Linked DNA regions of Mus musculus: region 1 is linked to region 2. The links are chromatin contacts, called in public HiChIP or PLAC-seq maps. All regions are on one chromosome and are shown on one strand. Each heading gives the region's core, a stretch centred on a gene start, on an enhancer-like site or on the middle of the called end of the contact. The rest is flanking DNA. Distances are from core to core; before and after follow the strand shown. Region 1 holds the start of Igdcc4 (immunoglobulin superfamily, DCC subclass, member 4). Region 2 overlaps Lctl (lactase-like).

What was found. HiChIP or PLAC-seq counts read pairs in DNA pulled down with a chosen protein or histone mark.
Region 1: a contact with region 2 is called in an H3K27ac HiChIP or PLAC-seq map of epiblast stem cells, with 5 times the contacts expected there. The contact joins the promoter of Igdcc4 here to the enhancer-like site in region 2. A contact is called at or near these places in 2 of 39 promoter capture datasets (hippocampal neurons and liver), 3 of 115 datasets of contacts at active chromatin or transcription factors (embryonic stem cells, epiblast stem cells and pancreatic cancer cells) and 1 of 9 other capture datasets (liver).

What each region holds. Positions count from the first base shown.
Region 1 is chr9:65,100,004-65,104,727 of GRCm38.p6, forward strand. Igdcc4 (immunoglobulin superfamily, DCC subclass, member 4) reads left to right here and starts at 1,483. Exons shown (of 20, transcript NM_020043.3): 1 at 1,483-1,595. The coding sequence starts at 1,532.
Region 2 is chr9:64,118,181-64,122,932 of GRCm38.p6, forward strand. Lctl (lactase-like) reads left to right here. Exons shown (of 14, transcript NM_145835.2): 3 at 600-763; 4 at 1,248-1,335; 5 at 1,559-1,668; 6 at 3,926-4,054; 7 at 4,143-4,238. Among named protein-coding and RNA genes, the nearest start is that of Lctl, 3.4 kb to the left of the region's middle. Within about 2 kb of position 2,866, at least 58 of the 459 cell types and tissues checked have an H3K27ac peak or open chromatin away from gene starts, as enhancers often do. A contact at or near this core is called in embryonic stem cells, epiblast stem cells, liver and 1 more, where this site is marked.

The sequences.
Region 1 (4,724 bases), core at 233-2,732, 980 kb after region 2:
CCAGAGGATCAAAGGCTCAAGGACATCTTTGACTACATAATGGGTTTGAGGGTACAGGAACTTCTTCCTCCCCAAAAGGGATAGAACTTACTGGCAGCATGTGAGCCGGAATGGAAATGATTCTAAATCATGGGGATGCCAATGGATACAAGAAAAGGAAGAATGTAGCATTTTTCCTTTAAAAAAAAATTTTTTTTTATGTGTATGTGTGTACTTGCATGAGTTTATGTGCACCATGTGCAGGAAAGTGCCTACAAAGCCCAGAAGAGGGCATCAGATTCATTGGAAATGGAATTACAGATGGTTATGGCTGTCATATGGGTGCTGGGAGCAGAACCCAGGTCCTTTGTTAGGGCAGGAAGCACTCTAGCCACTGGGCCACCTCTCTAGCCTCAAAATCCGGATATATATATATAATTTTTATTTATTTTAAATTGTATCTAATTGTGTGTCTGCTTGTAGGTGCAGATGCCACAGAGCCCAGTGGTATCAGACCTCCTGGAGCTAGAGTTACAGACTGATGTGAGTCGCCTGGGTGGGTACCGGAACCAAATCTAGGTCCTCTGCAAATGCAATAAGCACTCTAACCGCTGAGCCATCTCTCCCATCACAAACGCATCATTTTAAATAGACGTTTAGTATGTTTTTCTCTCCCCAACCCAACCTGACATTTGATTCCCCCAGCTTTAGACACACTGAGGCAACTAACCTGGCCAGCTCAGTTGGAAAAGAGGCAGTTCTGAAAAAGAGAGTGGACCGGTGGAGGCTCAACACCATTAGCAGGCCCTGCACCTGCTGCTTTAAGCCTCCTGTCCTTAGGGAGTCCCCACTACAAACCCAAATATTCCCAGTATGCAGGTATGTAAAATGGTGGTAAGCAAGTCTTCGTTGTCCCTCACAGAGGTGGAACACAGTACAGACTGGGTTGGCTACTGAGGAGGAAGGAAGGAAGCCAAGAGAATCCCTCAGCTTGGCATGGAAGAGGTAGCGGGGACAAGGAATTGTAGTGTCCTCAGAGAGTCTGTTGGTGCAGCCTGTGGAGAGGCTAAACAGGATTCAGGTCAGGCTGTGAGTTGGAAAAGGACAGGTCTCAGTGAACTGAGCCTGGAACAGAGGTGGAGGCGACCCTGAAGGTAGAGTCATGGTAGGGTTAGGGAACAGAGATCCAGAGGCTCAGGTAAAAAGATGAACAGAAAGGAGCCTGAGGTGACCCGAGGAGCGGGAGGCTCCCGCGTGCTGAGTGAGCCGCAGGAGCAGGCTGGTGGCGCGCGGGCGCGTGTCCCCTGTGGTGCAGGGTGGCCACACTGGCGGGGCGCCCCCGCGTGGGCCGCTAGCCCAAGATGGCGATGGAGGGGCGGGCGAGCTGGCCGCGGCCCCGGCCCCCGCGCCGGCCCCCGCTCGGGCCCCGGCCCCGGAGGCCGCGCCCCCGCCCGCGGCGCCGCGCCTCCCGGAGCCACTGACGCCCGGCGCGCCCTCCCCCGGCGGCGGCCCAGGCGCCCGGACGCGGCGGCAGCGGCCCGAGCCCGGCCCTATGGCGCGGGCGGACACGGGCCGCGGGCTCCTGGTGCTGACCTTCTGCCTGCTGTCCGCGCGCGGTAAGGGCCCGGGTGGCCGCAGTCGCGAGTGGGCGTCCCCGGCGCCCGCGATGCTTGCGCGCCGGGGGCTGTGGGGACTTGCCCCCAGGGGGTGTGTGTCCTTGCTGTGCACAGCCTGGCACCGTGCGTGTCCCCCTGCGCGTGGCCCTTGTGCATGTGAGGTTTGCATGTGTGTGTCCTGCGGGGGTGGGGGTGTCCTGCGGGGGAACGTGTCCACAGCGCGTGCCTAAGGCGCCGGGTAGCATCGCCAGCGCGCGGGTGGCTGCAAGCGGGACATGATTCTGCCCTGCCCGCAAGCGTCTCGCGGTCGCGAGTGTGCCTGAGAGAGCGGGCGGGGAGGGAGTGTACACTTACACCTCCATTTGTGTCGGGTGCGTGTGTAACTGGATGGGACTGAGCTAATATTTGGCCTTGGCTTTTGGGGAGTGTCCTTGCTCTTGATGGGGGCGGCGGTGAGAAAAACCACACTCAACTTTGCCCAATGGGTGTGGCCCCTGGGGCCAGCTAGGGAGGTTGGGGGAATGTGGAGGTGTTGTGGACCCAAACCCAGGGTTCGGAGTGGGGCTGGGGGAAGGGCAGGAAACCAGTTGCTTTGCCGAACGCGTCCAACACTCGCTCTCTGGATGGGACGCGTGTCACTCCTGCCCCACCCCCAAGGGCGGACCAGGGAAGCGTGGACGAGATCAGCAAGGCCCCCTCCAGTGCCCAGGTCCTAGTGTTGGGTAGGGTCAAGGGTAAGGATCACAACTGTCCACACCAAAGAAAGGACTGGGGGCGGGGGGAGACGAAGTGTCCAAGTGTGTATGCCAAAGCTGTTTTTACCACCCCCGGCCCTCTCACTCTCAGTGGGGTGTGCGTTTGGGGGACAGCCCAAAGGAGGTTAGGTGGTAGGGCCTGGAGGGGGATGGGCTGCCCGCTTTGTTCGATTACTTCTTGCCTTCCCTGCCGAGGGGGGAGTTAAGGATGTGTCCGGGGCGAGTCGGGGAGGGACTTGGCAGTGGGGGTGGGGAGGGGGATTTTTCTCCAGCTGCTGCGGCTTTCCAGAGAGACTGGGCCAGGCCACGTGGGAGGGAGACAGGGAGGGAGGCGGGGGGTGGTGGAAAGGAGCCTCCGCTGGGCCAACCCCAGGCCCATCTCCAGGAAAACAGCGGGTGGGAGAGTGCTGGAAACAGCTCGGACCCTTGCTCTCCCCGCAAGACACGCCCCTTTCCCTCCGAGACCCTGAACCCGGCTGGGAGCCCATAGAAGCTCGGTGCGTGGGGCTGGGCCGCAGAAGCGGGAGGGCCCGGAGTTGTCAGGTGAACGCGGCGCCAGGGAAATGTCAGAGAGGTGTCTTGTCTGTCTTTGCGGAGCCCAAAGGATTAAGGAATAGTTGCACTTCCCCTCCTCCTCTTCCTCCTCCTCCTCCTCCCTCCTGTTCTTCCCAAAGCTCCAGGAACGCGGGATCCTGGCTGGCAACCGCACCCGCGCTTTATTAAATACTTCTGAGGCTTCAGGCCGGGACACCGGGTAGAGTGTTGGGAGACTGGACTCTTCTTCCCAGTGAACTGACTGAGGAGCGGGCATTGGGATTCTCCCTGTCTGCTACCTGACTGGCTACTGCAACTACTATTCTTACCCTGGTTTAACCTCCTTTGAGTGTGTAAACCTCTGCAGTCTGCAGACACCCCTACAGAGTGGAGGTCTTCCCTTCTTTTCACAGTATTTGCTGAGCACTCTTTATAGGTTAACATGTGCCTGATGCCCAGAACGTGGTGAATAAGGCCCTAGACCCAGACTGTCCGTCATAGGGTCAGGACAAGGAGCCAGGACTAGCAAGGTACTGCAGAAGAGAGGCTCCTCCTGGGGAGACCTGGAAAGGTTCTGAAGAAAACGATGGAGAGAGGAAAAGCCAGCCCTGCAGAGGGAGGAGTCTTCCAGATCAAGCAGGGGGTGCCAACGCTGGGAGGCGATTTAATTCACATCATTGCATCAAGCTAAATCTGGCTGGAGTTTAGAATATGGCGGTGGGAGTTGGGCAGGTGGGGGAGGGGTGGGCCTCATATCCAGAGAGGAGGCGAAGGAGGAAGTCCCAGCTCACAAAGTGCAGTGCCAGTCTCACTGAAGTTTCTGGCCTGAGACCCTCCTGCCCCACTGAGGGAAGCGCCCCTGTCCTGGGGAAGAGGTGGCCATCCAAGAGAGAGTGGTGGCAGCCAGTGGAATAGTAGCTTGGGTGGCTGGATTCTAAAGATACTGAGCAAGTGGAATCAGTAGGGTGTGAGCATAGACTGACGACTTTTTGTTTGTTATTTTATTATATGTGTTCGTCTATGCACCATGTATGTGTGCCCAGTGCCTGTGGAAGCCAGCTGATAGTGTCAGATCCACTGGAACTGCAGTTACATGGTTGGGAGCCACCATGTGGGTGCTGGAAACTGGACCCAGGTGGTCATGACGCGTAGCCAGTGCTTTTGACCACTGAGGCATCCCTCCAGGCCCTGTAGTGGGGTTTTTAAGGAGTGAGGAAAGTCAAACGTAACAGTCTTCCCAGCAAAGCCAACATGAGCAGAATGAAGGGCAGTACCAGGGATAGGTACAATGGCAGTGGTTGGCTAGTCCCCCGACATTGCCCTTGGGTCAAAGATTGGGTCTGTGAGCTCATAGGAGTGAGACCTCCATCTGAGGTCAATGGTAGGAAACTGAGCTCTTTCACTATAAGAAAAAGTGGGGCTCCCCCTTTCCCTTAGAATTTGGAGCTCTGAGAACACAGGGAACTCTTCCTCACCCGTGAAGCCCCTCTCTACCATCCCTTTCTCAGCCTTGATACTCAGGGGCCCATCTTAGAGATTTGCCACCAGAGCCAACACTAGAACCTTTTTAAAAAATGCTATATGTTAATATATGTATGTATGTGTATATATATATATATATATAGAGAGAGAGAGAGAGAGAGAGAGAGAGAAAGAGAGAGAGAGAGATTGAGAGCATGTACATTGATTGGTGTTTTGCCTACATGTATATCAGGGTGAAGGTGTCAGATTTCTCTGGAACTGGAGTTATAAGCAGCTGCAAACGGCTATGTGGGTGGGTTTCGAAAATTGAACTCTGGTCCTCTAAAAGAGCCATCTCTTCAACTCTTGACCCTTCTTT
Region 2 (4,752 bases), core at 1,616-4,115:
ATTAGAATTCATCAGTTAAGAATGTTTATTTTAGGACTGGAGAGATGGCTTAGCACTTAAGAGCACTGACAGCTCTTCTGAAGGTCCTGAGTTCAAATCCCAGCACATGGTGGCTCACAACCATGGTGGAGATCTGATACCCTCTTCTGGTGTGTCTGAAGACAGCTACAGAGTACTTACATATAACAATAAATCTTTTTTAAAAATGCTTACTGCTCCTATACAGGCGTGGGGTTCAGTTCCCAGCACCCACATCCATCTGGTAACTCATAACTGCCTGGATTTCCAACTCCACGGGATCCTCTTCTGGCCTCTTCAGACACCTGTATTCACCAGCCGTCCTACCCAACACCCCCCACAAATTGATAAAAAATAAAAATCTAAAGCAAGCTATTAATATCTACAGACAATGGATGCTAATTAGAGCTGTAATTGCACACAAAAATGTTTTTAATTCTGTATCTTCCCTCTCCCTGTCCCCTACATTCCTATTCCAGGGAGCTGGGGCAGGGCACCCTGAGCCTGGCCACCATAGAGTTCCCAATGTAGGTGAAGTTGGAGTGGTGGTCCAGGGCCTGGTGTGGGATCTCTCTCTACAGGCTTCTCCTGGGGCGTGGGCAGTTCTGCCTACCAGACAGAAGGTGCATGGGACGAGGATGGGAAAGGGCCCAGCATCTGGGATGCCTTCACACATGGCAGAAAGGAACAGGTGCTAGGAGGTGACACAGCAGACACAGCCTGTGACAGCTACTATAAAGTTCAGGTGCGTGAAGGGGGTTGTGTGTGCCATCCTGCCTGAGAGGTGGTGAGTGGCATATGGGGGCATCTCACTGACAATATCAACCTGATGTTCTGCTAAACAAACTGTACCCAGCACAGCCCAAGAGAGCGCGAGGCAGTGGTGGATGAGGCTGGGAGTGCCAGGGTGTAGGAAGAGGAAAAATGAGAAGGGCCAGCAACCAGGTGCCAAAACAACAACAACAACAACAACAACAACAACAACAAACAGTGACTTGGCCCCAAAACCTGCAGGAGGGCATGGGGCAGCTCACTCTCAGATCCCCTGTTCTCCTTCAAGTTTACAGACAATCTTGCATGGACTTCTGTATGTGATCACATTGCCCAGTGTGGAGCCGGAACTCATAGTATCGTCATTTTAGAGGACATCCTTGAGGCCCCCAAGACTTGTCTCCTGCTCCCTCATAGCCCAGGTGACCTATCCCTGCTTCCCCACCCTATCTATACAGGAGGACATTGCCCTGCTGAAGGAACTACAAGTCAGCCACTACCGATTTTCCCTGTCTTGGCCGCGGCTCCTGCCCACGGGGGTCAGAGGTGAGTGATAACAGTCCCTCCCCAGGCTCTGTGGGGATCAGTGTCAGGCAAGGGTGACCAGCCCAGGAGCATGGGCTCAGCAGGTAACTGAGCTCCAGGTATATCGATGGCATTCTTCTATGGCTCAGGACACTGGGCTATGGTTGCTTCAGCCTGCAGAAGGCCAGGAGACCCAAGAATGTTGTGCCCCAGAGGAAAGCCCTGAGTTCTGTTTCACTTACAGCTGAACAGGTGAACAAGAGAGGAATCAAATTCTACAGCGATTTCATTGACGCTCTCCTGAAGAGCAACATCACCCCCGTTGTGACCTTGCACCACTGGGACCTACCACAGGTGAGGCCTTGGTTCAGCAGGAGGGAGCCTGGTGTGAGGACTAACAGTGTCCAAAAAAACGGCCAGAGCCTAGAGTCTGACTCTGGTCAGAAAGATGTGGTGAGTGGTTGTCTTAACTTATTTGTGCTGCTCTGACAGAATGCCACAGCCTGGTGAAGTTAAAATCATTATTAGCTTGTCTTAGTTCTAGGGACTGGCCTGTGCTTCCAAAATGGTGTCTTGAACACTGCGTCCTCTAGGGGGCGCTGTGTCCCCACGAGGCAGAGGCAGAAGGGAGAAAGGCATGAACTAGCTATGTCGGTTTTTTTTACTGGATCCTGTTCGTGTGGAGGGTTCATAACATCCATGGGGCTGGAGAGATGGCTCATTGGACCGTCTTCAGCACTCACATAAAAAGCCAGGCATGGCGGGTAGGATGTGCCTGTAATCCTAGCATTTGGTGAGATGGCCATCCAACGTAGCAGAATCAAATCCCTGAGTTTCCGTCTCAAAAATAATCTGGAGAGTAATTAAAATACCTGAAGTTGCCGGGCGGTGGTGGCGCACGCCTTTAATCCCAGCACTTGGGAGGCAGAGACAGGAGGATTTCTGAGTTCAAGGCCAGCCTGGTCTACAAAGTGAGTTCCAGAACAGCCAGGACTACACAGAGAAACCCTGTCTCGAAAAAAAACAACAACAAAACAAAAAAACTCAAAACCTGAAGTTGATTCAGCCCCCACTCTCGGTACATAGACACTTACAAAGCATTATCTGGGAGGCTATGCTGCTTGTAGTAAATGAAGAGTGGGATCCTAATGTTTCCCAGAACATTCGGCATAAGGAAAAAAATAGTCCTGTGTCTATGTATGCTGTTGGGTACTGAACCCAGGACCCTGTACTTGCTAGGCAAGCCCTCTACCCCTGAGCTAAAGAAGCGTAAACGCGTTTGGACTCAGGTTTGGTGACACAGTGTATTCCCCCAGTTTTTTTCATTTCCTTTGTTTGAGGCAGAACCTCTTGCCCTCGTCCATAGCCACCATGCCCAGCCATATACCAGAATGCTTCAGAAAATCGCTGTCAACATTCAGGCAGTTTTCCTTCCTTCACCTGGGCCCCACAGAGGTCACAGCCAAGCCATTGGTATAACAGTCTGTGACCTGTACCAGTCGGTGCTGGGTCCAGAGGTCTGTGGAGGGGGAAGGAGAAGGGAGGTACTACTCCGGGCACAGAAGGATAAAAGGAGGAGCCGGGAACCATGAAGGCTTCTGAGTGGGAGGGACTTGCTGTGGGGCGGGGCTAGAGGCTGGAGGCGTGGCCTGAGACTTCCAGCTGCCAGCTACTGCAACTGGAAACTGGGTTGCAAAGCTACCAGTTAGCTGGGGCAGAGGACACAATAGGCTTGCAGTTTTTCCACTATGGGCTTCTGCCATAGAGGTTTTTATTACCTCACACTAATAGCAGAGGCTCCAGGCAGTGCCTTGACTTCAGTAAGACCCTCCGAATCCTCCCCAGCGCTCTCCTACCAGCGACAGGCCTCCTCCAGCTGTCACAATGAATATTCTAGACGTTCCCCAATATCACATCTCACCTGGGATCCACTCACCCAGACCTCAATCTTGCTAAGTACGTGAGGATGACCCTGAACTTTTTTTTTTTTTTTTTTTTTTTTTTTTTAGATAAGATCTCAAAAAATCGTGGCTGGAACTCACTTTGTAAACCAGGTTGGCCTCAAACTCAGAGATCCACCTGCCTCTGCCTCCCGAGTGCCGAGATTAAAGGCGTGCGCGACGGTTGCCAGGCTACCCTGAATTTCTGATCCTCCTGCATCTACCTCCTGAGTGCTAGGCTGAGAGGCACGTGCCCCTAGGCCTGTCAGCTTCTTCCTAAGCAGGCATTTCCAGCTTCCTCTGATCCCTCCAGTTAGGCTTAAAGGATGCTCCCTTGCAGCAGAGCCTCTGTGCTCCTCCCACACCCCCCTGTATCTTTGCTTCCATTCTTTTTTTTTTTCTTTCTTTCTTTTTTTTTTTTTTTTTTTTTTGGTTTTTCCAGACAGGGTTTCTCTGTATAGCCCTGGCTGTCCTGAAACTCACTCTGTAGACCAGGTTGGCCTCGAACTCAGAAATCCCTCTGCCTCTGCCTCCCGACTGCTGGGATTAAAGCCACCACAGCCGGCTCTTTGCTTCCATTCTTACATTATAGTCACCCATGCTTTACCCAGAGACTTTGCCAACCTACTCCATAGTCTCCCCAGGGCACCAGCCTCTCTCTCTGTTGACAGATGCTCCAGGTAGCATACGGCGGGTGGCAGAATGTGAGTATGACCCGATACTTCAGTGACTATGCTGACCTATGCTTTGAGGTCTTTGGGGACCGAGTGAAGCATTGGCTCACATTCAGTGATCCTCGGGTAAGTAGAGCCTCTTCTTCATATGGGGAGACAGGGAGGTACCCTGCTGTCTCTCGCGATCCTGGGGTCCCCATTGCTGTCTCTGCAGACAATGGTAGAAAAAGGTTATGAGACCGGTCTCCACGCACCAGGCCTGAGGCTCCAGGGCACTGGCCTATATGTGGCTGCACACCATATCATTAAGGTAAGGCCGGATCCTTCTTAGGCTCCAGGAGGGGTCATTGTCTCAGGGGTCACACTGATCCTCTACCACATCAGATATGCTCTCAGTGCCAGCCCACTTCGGCAGAGGTTCTACAGTGGGTACTGTTTATGATCTTAGCAAGAGGATAGGGGACATTTGGAAACTTTATAAACTCAGTGAGGAATCACCGGTGAAGGGAAGGGGGTACGGGGCAGTAGATAAGGCCAAACCCTGCAAGGATAGAAGGAAAAAACCAGAGGACGTGAAGAGCAGCGGGAAGGATCAGGGCAGTCACTGGTCAAGGCCTGCGGTTTTGGAAGGAAGAGGGAGGAACAGTTTGGAAGCATCAAGGAAGCAAGGCAGAACCGGTCTTTTCCAGTTTAAGGTACCTGGGCTGGGGAAGGGGGTTGGTCTCCGCTTGATGACTTACAGAGGAAATCTTCAGGGCTGCCAATTGGCTATCAGAGCGTGGGTGGGAAGAAGGAGTTCAGAGAAGATGCTTAGCATATACGGA